Linked DNA regions of Mus musculus: region 2 is linked to region 1. A link is a contact called in public HiChIP or PLAC-seq data. All regions are on one chromosome and are shown on one strand. Each heading gives the region's core, a stretch centred on a gene start, on an enhancer-like site or on the middle of the called end of the contact. The rest is flanking DNA. Distances are from core to core; before and after follow the strand shown. Region 1 holds the start of Wbp2nl (WBP2 N-terminal like). Region 2 holds the start of Tcf20 (transcription factor 20).

Region 1 (5,218 bases), core at 1,139-3,638:
ATGAAATTCACAAAGACTCAATAAAAAGTTAAAAGCAGACCAGGTAAGGTCCCATGCTTTCCTGGTGCTTGCTGGTCAACCAGTCTGCTTCCAGGTTCAATGAAATATTCTTTCTTGAGGAAAGGGGAGAGCGATAGGATACGTGACACCCTCTTCTGGCTTCTTCACGTGCACACAGGCCTGCACAGCCAAACACACAAAGTGTACATATATACTACTCATCTATCTACACAAAGTGGTATTTTTCTTGAATTTAGGACGACCCTTCCCCTCATTTGTAGTTTAGTAAATGACACAACTCTCATCTGCTTGTTGGTCCCTAAATTTTAATGTGAACTTTAAGCAATTATTTGGGACCTTGACTTTTTTTTTTTTTTTAAACAAAATCTCAAACATTCAATTTTGTCCATAAGGACTCAGGAGCCAGATGTCTCAGACAGAGGAAGGGGGAAAGCCTACTAGCTCAGAGAGGCAGAGGAAGCAGCACCTTATCTTCCTCCTCAGCTAGCATCCCCAAAGAAAAGCTCTCTTTCTCCACTGTCTCCCCAACACCTCCAACGGAATGCCCTCCCTTCTACTTCCTGTGCATCTCTCTATCCATCCCCCCCAACTCTCTCTTACTCACTTTTCCCTTTGTTCCCTCCCCGCAACTCGTTGGTTGCACCACCTCTTGACCTATGGTTTATAATAAATAGAAAGCTCTTGGATCAAAGGCGTGAGCTAGGGCTGAGCCACACCACAACTAGAAGTAGGTTTTCCAGTAAATAACACAAATCTTGGGGTTCACAGTGTGATCAAATACCCTGCAACACTTGACTTTCTGTGAGGTGAACCTAAGGTATAAATGAATGGAGAGAAATAGCTTGGAGGAGCCACAATGGAAGATGAATCAAGAGGCTCTTGAAACCGAGCAGGTAAAATGAAGATATCAACCAATGGTAACACAACACACACAGAGGAAGGGAAGTGACACGTGAGAGACACAGCTGTTTGGTGGACATCAACCATCACAGCCACAATAAGCCTATACACTAACATTCAAGTGTGGAAGGTCAAGTCCAAAGAACACAATCATCTTGCTCAAGGTTTTATTGACCATGACAGGAGTGGCTAGATCAAGATGTTTGCCGCTGTATACTATTTCTATTAAATTTTCTTTTCTTTTCTTTTTTTCTTTTTTCTTTTTTTTAAAGATTTATTTATTATAGGCCGGGTGTGGTGGCGCATACCTTTAATCCCAGCACTCGGGAGGCAGAGGCAGGCGGATTTCTGAGTTCGAGGCCAGCCTGGTCTACAAAGTGAGTTCCAGGACAGCCAGGGCTATACAGAGAAACCCTGTCTCGAAAAAACCAAAAAAAAAAAAAAAATTATTATATGTAAGTACATTGTAGCTGTCTGTCTTCAGACACACCAGAAGAGGGCATCAGATCTCATTACAGATGGTTGTGAACCACCATGTGCTTACTGGGATTTGAACTCAGGACTTCTGGAAGAGCAGACAGTGCTCTTAGCCACTGAGCCATCTCTCCCATCCGTAAGTTTGAGTCTTAATTCTAGTAAGTCTTGTATGTAAAAAATTATCTGTGCTAGGTGTGGTGGCCCATGCCTTTAAACCCAGCACTTGGGAGGCAGAGGCAGGAGGATCTCTGTGAATTTGAGACCAGCCTGGTCTACATAGTGAGTTCCAGAACAGTTAGGGATACATAGAGAGACCCTATTTACAAAAACAAAAACAACAAAACAAAACAAAAATCTGAAATCAGCACATGTCTTACAATGATAATATATCTATTATTTGACAATTTTCATTTCTTCACTGACACAATAACACTCTAGAATATCTTGAGTAATAGATTGAGTGGGACACCTACAAATGCATCCAAGAATTGGACCCACTGAAGGTTGAAATTCACTGTCCACTTCCTGACCTAGCTCATCTTTTTGGATGTTCTCTCCCAAGACCATTGGTTCTGTCCTAAGCCCTCTTTGATGGAAGGAAGCTCTGGTCTTATAAGAGTGGAGAAAATGTAGACCCTCACCCTGAGTTGGTTTGGGGGTTAATCTGGACTAAGATTTTGGGTTAATGGCTACTTTTTAAACCACTAGCTCCTAGCAGGACCAAGGCTGGTTGTAGGCCTAACATGACAGAGGCTAGTCACCCATCCTTCAGACCCTCCCCGTTCTAGGGGTAAAGCCAGCTCCACGAACACGCCCCTTTTCCTCACCCAGGCTCTCCTCCTCTGACTTGTGACAGCTCCTCTTGTGACAGCTGCCCACTCAACTCCAGGGTTTCTGCGCCATAATCTCCGCCCTCTCCTCAGGGACCCGCCCACTGCCTTGCAGGCCCCGCCCCTTTCCATTTGAAGAGCTGGCGGCGGCGGAGGCGGCGGCGGGAGGAGACCTAGAGCAAGATGGCAGTGAACCAGAACCATACAGTGGACCGCCGTTGGGCCGCCATCCCTCATGGTGAAAGGTGCCTGAGGGGACTTTCAGGCTGCTGTCAAGGAGGGAGGAGATGCTCAGGGTAGATATGTGCGCTAGAAAGCCCTCTGCGAATCGAGGGCTTTCCCGCCCTTTCCTCGGAGCTCCGCCCCTGACGTTTGAACGCATGCGCCAGCGGCCAAGTCCAAGAGCCTGTGGCTAGGCGCGTGCGCGGGTGCGAGGGGCGCGGGCATCCTCAGAGGAAAGGCTTGAGCGAGGATTGTGTGAAGAGTGTGCCAGCCCTTGCATTGCTGGACAGCTTCCAGTGGCTGTGTGCGACTTTACGACTTTAAGAGGGTGACAGTCACCCTGAGGGCCCTGGGTGCGCCTCAGGCCACCAGGAACAAAGGGGTAGGCGAGTTGGAAGAAGGGCTAGGATGTGGAGTGTAGGTAACTAATCCAGAATTGTCACAAGCCTTCCTCCACCCACCCACCCCCGGAAGTGCCTTTTCTTGGTTGCTTCAACCTAGGATATTGTCACCTTTACTGAAAAGACTGGGAACAAAATTAGGGGGGACCGAGGAAGACATGGCATTTCCAGTCGCTCATGGTGCTGGGGCTTCTCTGTCAGGAGAAGCCCACCTCTAGGCAAACTTAGTGACTTTGACACATGTCCTTTAATCTACCCCTCACCCACTTTCCTTACCCTCTGTCTCCGCCTCTTCTGGATTCTGCCCTCGCTCTGCTGATTTCCTTTTATTTCTCACTTAGCTGTGAGACTCATTCAATGATGTGCTTAAATAGAACTCTTGAGGTCAGTTCGAGACCAGCCTGATCTACAAAGCGAGTTCCAGGACAGCCAGAGCTATATTGTAGAAAGACTCTGTCTCAAAGAAGAAAAGTCCCGGTTTTTTGTTCTTGTCGTTGTTCCTTTAAATTTTTAGAATCTGTGCTCTTGAATACGTACCGATCATTTTCACTGAATAGCTAAGCATAGCAAGGATTCTTTGTCTTGATAACTGCACTGTCTGCAGTGAGCCGTTTCCCTCATTTCACAGGTAGGCATATGAGAAATAATTTGCTCAAAATCATTTTCAGTGCCCATGGGAACGCCTGGACTTGGATTTGAAGTTATATGCTATGCATCAACTTCTCTTGCTGTTTTTTGTTTTGTTTTGTTTTGTTTTGGTTTTTGGTTTTTTGAGACAGGGTTTCTCTGTCTCTTCATCAAGGAACAATCAGTTCTCTACCTTTCTCAGATACAAACGACAGTAAGGAAAGAGTTTGAGAGGAGGAAAATTGATTCTATTTTTAGTTTTCTTTATAGTTATGAGACACATTTGGGAGTTCAGTTACAATTGTGGTAAGTTTGAATGTGATGAAACGAAGTCTTGCTGTTTATTTATTTGGCTAGGGCTGGCCCTGAACTTGTGATTCTGCCTTAGCCTCGCAGTGAATGTAGTACTTAGACAACGACAGCAAAATATCCCAGAACACCTTAGATTTGGGGTTGAACAAGTATTTAGTCACACTGAAACACCAACTGTTGGGAGTAATAATAACATAGATATTGACAAATGAGAAGCATCCCCAGTGTATTGATAAAAGAGGAAGTAAGTTACAAAGAGGTTGGTGGTGGTGGGGAAGCCTATATTTCAGTGATGAGCAATAATTTAGTGATTTTCGAGTTGGAGGTGAAGTGTCTTGTTTCTATCTTGCCTTAGCATGGACATGTTGAACATTTTCTTTCTTTCTTTCTTTCTTTCTTTCTTTCTTTCTTTCTTTCTTTCTTTCTTTCTTTCTTTCTTTCTTTCTTTCTTTCTTTCTGGTTTTTCGAGACAGGGTTTCTCTGTATAGCCCTGGCTGTCCTGGAACTCACTCTGTAGACCAAGCTGGCCTCAAACTCAGAAATCCGCCTGCCTCTGCCTCCCGAGTGCTGGGATTAAAGGCGTGCGCCACCACGCCCAGCTATGTTGAACATTTCTAATCTAAAAGCCCAAAATGCTCCATTGAAGCCAGGTGTGATGATTTGAGTCTACTGGGAATACAGATGCACCCTCCATACCTGGCTTGTAGAGAACTTGTCATCATGGCTGAGAGGTCATAAACGTATGGGCCTGGCTGTGTTGTAAAACTGGATGATGTCACAAACCAGGAGAAAAATTGATTCTCTGAATTCCAACCTTCAGTACTTTTTGCATTTTGGTATGCTTTCTCTGCGCTTTTTTTTAATGGAAACCTATGCTTGTTTCCCCCTTACCAACAGCTTTGTGTCTAATTTACATCTGCTAATATATTGGGATAGTTTCCAGTACCCATATCTATATTATTGCTGTCAATGACTGATACTCCATTGTGCATACACCTTTGCTTAATTCTCAGCGTGAACTATTCTGAGGCTCTCCCCTCATCTATAAGCATTGCTGTTTAGAATTAAAAAAAAAAAAAACTATGGGTCTGTGTGTGCTCATGCCACAGCACATATAAAAAGTCATAGGACCACCTGTGGGAGTCCTCTTACCTTCATATTATGTGCGTCCCAGGAATCAAACTCAGATCACCAGGCTCAGTGGCAAGTGTCTTTACAAAAGTAGCTATCTTGTCAGACCCTGTTTGAAAACTTTTGAAAATGTATCTTTACCCATCTATCAAAGTGTGTCTTTGAGGCTGGTATCACCTGGTTCTCTGCCTTACCTGTGATGCCAAGGATGCTGTGAGGGGCAAGGAGGAGCCAGGTTGAGCCTCTCTTTTGCTGTGGAAAAAAAAAAAACAAACCCAGTAATGACTTAGTTTCCAA
Region 2 (5,259 bases), core at 1,680-4,179, 610 kb after region 1:
CCTCTCTGCCTGTTCTCCTTTCCCTAACTTGCCTCTCATCCTGTGTAAGCTCTGCTCCTTTTCCCTTCTCCAGATACATCTTCTGCCTCAGCCTGGCAGACTTCTACTCACTCTTCAAAGCCTTTAGCCACCTCCCCTATGAAGCCTCTCTTGATTGCCCTGTTGAATCTAATAAGGTACAAAGGGAGGCTTTGTTCATTTGTTTTGTTTTGATCTTGTCCCCGGTTTCTGGCATCCTTAACAGCCACAACTGCCATTAGCTGAGCACCTACACTGTACTCAGTACCTACAGTCTCCTTAATTAATCACTGTAACAAGTCTACAGGAAGAGATCACTGCCTTTTAAAGCAGCAGCTCTGACGCTTGCGCAAGGTCAAACACCTAGAGCTTGTATTAAAGTAACAAAGAGCCAGGGAGGTCACTATTCCAGCTTGGCTCAGTCCAAATGGGGATGCCTGGAGAAAGGGGCCTCTAGGTGAGCTGTAAAGGAACAGACCATCTGTGGGTCTAGACAAGGTAAAGATGTCTAGCAGGGACCAGGGACCGGCCTGGTGCTCTTAACACCCCTGGTTATAATCTAGAGCCTAGAGCCTGGAACGGACCCCACACCTCTTTCATCCACACCTTCATTCCTTTTCCATCTGGCACACAGCTCCACAGAATAGCAGAACACTGTAGGTCATCGGGGTGACTAAGCCCCAAGCCCAAGGCTGTGCATTTGGGCAGCTGTTCTTCATCCAGCCCCTGCTGCCCCATCTCAGTCCATGTTGTCCCTCATAACCAAGGCTGCAGTCCTGGCATAACAAGCGCCACTGGGAAAGTTCTCCTTTGGGTGGCTTTGCCAAAAGAACTGGACCTGTCTAGGATAGAAGTCGGGGGTTAACTATTTCATCTTCATGGTCCCACTTCATGAGGGATCTCCAAGTTACTCTGTTACCTTGAGCTCCAGGAACAAGTCTTCCATGCCCAGCTTTGGGTTGGGTGTCAGGAATTTACATGGGTTGCCCTAAAAGTCCCTGTGGTCAAGACTCTGTGCCCAAAAGACTAACAGAGCTAGGCTACCAGTGTGGTCAGAACTCTAAGAGGGAACAGGACCCAGGCCCTGGAAGAGAAACTGAGTCCAGAGGATTTAACAGGCCCAGGAGTGGGACCAGCCCTAGAGGAAGCAGTGCAGAAAGTGAGCACACTAAGAGATCCAGAATGTGACAAGCCATACTTCTGACCATCTTTCCCTCACCTCCACTATAAAGGACTCTTGGCTTCGAGTCTCAGGCCAGAATTTTTGGGCCCCAGTGGGACCTGAGCACAACCTAGCCCTGGTAAAACCCATTCCCTGCATTCTCTTGAGAGCTGGCTTCAAGCAGAATGATCCCTTATGTCCACTGTACCTGCTGAACTCTGTGGCAGCCCAGAGCCTTGACCTGTGGCTGCCTCCTGCCCAAGAGAAGGCTCACACTTCCGGCCCACAAGGTCTAGCAAAAGAGGCAAGGCCCAGGACATTTGGCCAACATATGCTAACAGGTCAGGCCACAACTGAAGCCAGGGGTGGTCATGGAGGGTTCACAGTCCCGTCATAGTCTTGGTTGGGGGGCTGTCTCTGGTCACTTGCAGTAAGCAGCTGTGGGCAGAAGCAGCCTTCAGAGATCTCAGGCCACCTAGGCTAAGGGAGGAACTAAGTGTGACTCTGGCCTGGGGCAGGGGGCCAAAGAGCAAAACAGATGACCTGGGGCAAAGACTTGGAGGCAGGGGAGGTGCCTGAGCCTCCTATGGAATGAGGAGGGACTGGAAAAACTAGGGAAGAGGGGACTCCTCCCGCCATGCCGGCCTGTCTATCTCCAGCTCTTCACTGTAAAATAAATGGAAGAAGCACACACCAGACAAAAAAAAAAGGGAGGAACAAATAAAATCCCAAAACCGCCGCCCACCTTGGTGGGTCTGGGCCAAGGCCTTGGCCTGGGTCACTTGCCTCTGCTTTTCCCAGGAAACCACTGGTGCCAAATTTGCATTTACCACAAACAGAGACAACACAATGTCATAATCCTTCTCCTGTCATTCTCCCCTCTCTGCCTCCTCCCACCTCAGACACACACGCTAACACAAAATGACGGCTCCCTCGATAGACTGAATGAGCGAAGCTCTGGATCTGCCTCCTAATTGTTGGCGTTTCTCCTCGGCCTGTGCTCTATCTATGCCCGTCGCCCAACTCGCAGCAGACCACCCACTGCCCCCTCCTTTGTCCCGCATTACCACTGACAAATGGCCTGCTGGAGGTGGAAGAATATGTCAGGAAATAATAGGGGGAGTCAGCCCCTGCCCCCTCCTAAAGCTTTCTGCACCTCACTGCTGGGGTCCCGGCCACAGAGGGCGGCTGGACCAGAGGGGACAGAGACAGTAACAAGGATCTGGCCCCTGAGATCCTGACCCGGGGCCTTGCCCTTCACGCCCCTGCTGCTGCGGCTGCACTCGACCAACAGCCCCGACCACCCCTCCTCTCGCGGCCGCCCTCCTGGGCACTGCTCTGAGCATCCCCCGCGCTCCCCTCCCTCCATCGCTCTTTATGGCAGTTTCAAAGCTGCAGCCGCCACTCGAGCAGCTGCGGCCTTTGATGGGGACAAGGCAGTGAAGGCCGCCCAGGAGGCCTCTGCCTGGACTGTCCCTGGCCCGGTGGCCCCTGCACGCCCCCGGGGAGCCTGGGGCAGGCGCGGCGCAGCGCCCAGCGGGCACGCCTCACACGCCAGAGCAAACTTTCGCGACCGTGGGAGAGGCCCCGCGCACCGTTACCTTTGCAGCTGCATCCTCCCCTGGCACTTGCCCCCAAACCCCTTGACAGCCCACAGCATGCAGGCCGGCAGGAAAACAACCCCCCGCGGAGGCAGGGAGGAAGGGAAAGCGAGAAACCGGGAAGAAAAAGGAAAGGGGGCAGTTTCTCCTCTCAGTCTCAGCCTCTTCACAGCTCCTCCTGCCCAAGCAAGCAAGTGAAGTCACAGGGCCGGGGCGGTGACATCAGCTGAGCCTCTGACATCACGGCCCCTGCCGGATCACACCTCTGCAGGGTGGAGATGGAGGAGCAGCAGGGAGGAGGAATGGGTGAGGGAGAGGAGTACCAGATCCCTCCTTCGCCCTTAACTGCAGAGAGCTAGTGCCAGTGTTGGGGGGGGGGGGGGTAAGGGGAGGGGCGTGTGGCTCATCTCTAAAGAATACGTTTTATCTCTATAGATAGGGGCGATTATGTGTCTATTTATAATTGGCCCCAGAGTGGATGGCTTAAAAAGAGCCAATGCCCACCGCAGGTGGGGAATCAAAGCTTAGATCAAGGGCTGAAGGTAAGAATGCCTACTTACTCACAGTATGGCTACTGTGCACTGGTGACTGGCATCTGCACCTGGATAGTGCTCACAAAGGCCAAAGAGGATTCCATTGTACCTGGTGAGCTCAGAGAGGGGAGAACCTTCCTGAGACTACACAGCAGGAAGACAGCCACACTTGGGAGCCAGGAGTCACTAAGGAGGCAGAGAGGGCTAGCACAGAGGCTGGAGAGCCAGCTGGGCAGCCTTTAGCATCTTGAGATTTCCCAGGCTATTGGGGGGTGGCAGGCATACCTAGGACAACACACACTCACACAAAGTGGGCGTCAGTAGCAGGAGAGAGCAGTTCCAAGCTCCCCAGTCAGGGATGGCAGCAGAAGGGAGGTTGTCCTCCAACTGCACCTCTGCCTCTTACTGTCCAAGTAGGTGGACTAGCTCCGAGCAATTAAGCCCCTACTATGTACAGACCTACTACTAGGTAAATCACAGTCCCTCTATTCAACCCCATGACAATGCCTGAGAAGTAAGTACCCTTCTTCACATTCAGAAAGGAAGACTAAGGGCCAGAAAGTGGCCCCCAGGGGCTCCAGCCCCTGGTACAGGGAACCACAGTCCTGTCTCTGGCTTACAGCGTCATGGACATCATGTCATCATCGTGAACCTCCCGCTTAGGCAAGCCTTAGCCTACTGAGGCCTCCACTGTCCAAATGTCTACTTCTGCTCCTTTTTGGCAGTAGCCCCAATAGAACCCTGCAGGCCCGGTCCACCAACTCCAGAACAGCTCCATACCCTGTGCCACAGGACATCTGGGATGCCTGCTGGGTACTCTCGGCACACATAGGCATCTGAGCTTCTTTGATGATGTTTGGTGACAGCCTACTGAGTGTCAGGTCCCAAGCCCCAATTACCTTCTTCTTAACATCTAAAAACTATTTCCATTCCTCCTGACATTTCTCGAATCCTGGAACCAGTGTGCCTGCTGTGTTCACCAGTGTGGCCACTGTGCTCTTTGTACCAACCCTTCCCTACGCAAGGGCATGCACGGCCTGTCTCTAAGACCTGATTTGGTGTAGCGTCCACAGCAGGCTTTCTATTCAGTACACTTCCAGATAAGCCAGCCGCCACTCAGGAAAGGTGTTTGCAAGGGTCAGCACAGACACTTAGTGCACAGTTATTGATTAGGCCTTTCTGCCTCTGGCCCTTTGTATTTGCTGCTCTCTCTGCCTGGAACACCCACTCTCTCCACTGCCAGCCCTTTGTTACCCAGACACTGCTTCCCCCTGTTTTCCTGCACTGTACCCTGGAAGGCAGCTAGAAGCAGGGACGGAGGCTTGGAGGCAGACTGCTTGTGTTCCTATCTCAGCATCCCCAACTCACTGTGAGAACAGACAAGCTGGTTGGCTCCTCTGAGTCCATTTCATCCTATGTGAAGATAGGAACTGTAAGAGCAGTGTCCACTGGAGGGTCTCAGTAAGGGCTGACCTCCTGGACTGTTCACCTACCCGTTCTACCCCAATGGGACTTTACCTTTAGCCAAGGACACAGGTCAGTCTTGTGCTCTGAGTACGGTCAAAGTGCCTGCAAACAGTGAACACTTAAGAAACACACGCTGGCCCACAACTTTAATCCCAGCACTCTAGAGGCAGAGGCAGGTAGGTAGATCTCTGTGAGTTTGAGGCCAGCCTGGTCTACGTACGGAGTTCTAGACCAGCCATGGCTACGTAGTGAGACCCTGTCTCAAAAAAAGAAAAGAAAAGAAAAGAAAAGAAAAGAAAAGAAAAGGGGAGGGGAGGGGAGGGGAGGGGAGGGGAGGGGAGGGGAGGGGAGGGGAGGGGAGGGGAGGGGAGGGGAGGGGAGGGAAGGGAAGGGAAGGGAAGGGGAGAAGATACACTGAGGAACCTAGGCAAGGACAGCTGAAATCATGGATTGAAGAATTCTAATTCAACTTGGCAGG

The links. HiChIP or PLAC-seq counts read pairs in DNA pulled down with a chosen protein or histone mark.
Region 2: an H3K27ac HiChIP or PLAC-seq map of differentiating embryonic stem cells shows a contact between it and region 1, with 6 times the contacts expected there. The contact joins the promoter of Tcf20 here to the promoter of Wbp2nl in region 1. A contact is called at or near these places in 2 of 484 Hi-C or Micro-C datasets (the HPC-7 cell line and embryonic stem cells), 5 of 115 datasets of contacts at active chromatin or transcription factors (astrocytes, differentiating embryonic stem cells and embryonic stem cells) and 1 of 9 other capture datasets (embryonic stem cells).

Annotation. Positions count from the first base shown.
Region 1 is chr15:82,296,596-82,301,813 of GRCm38.p6, forward strand. It overlaps Wbp2nl (WBP2 N-terminal like), which reads left to right and starts at 2,389. Exons shown (of 6, transcript NM_029066.1): 1 at 2,389-2,473. The coding sequence starts at 2,412.
Region 2 is chr15:82,909,205-82,914,463 of GRCm38.p6, forward strand. It overlaps Tcf20 (transcription factor 20), which reads right to left and starts at 2,930. Exons shown (of 5, transcript NM_013836.3): 1 at 2,782-2,930.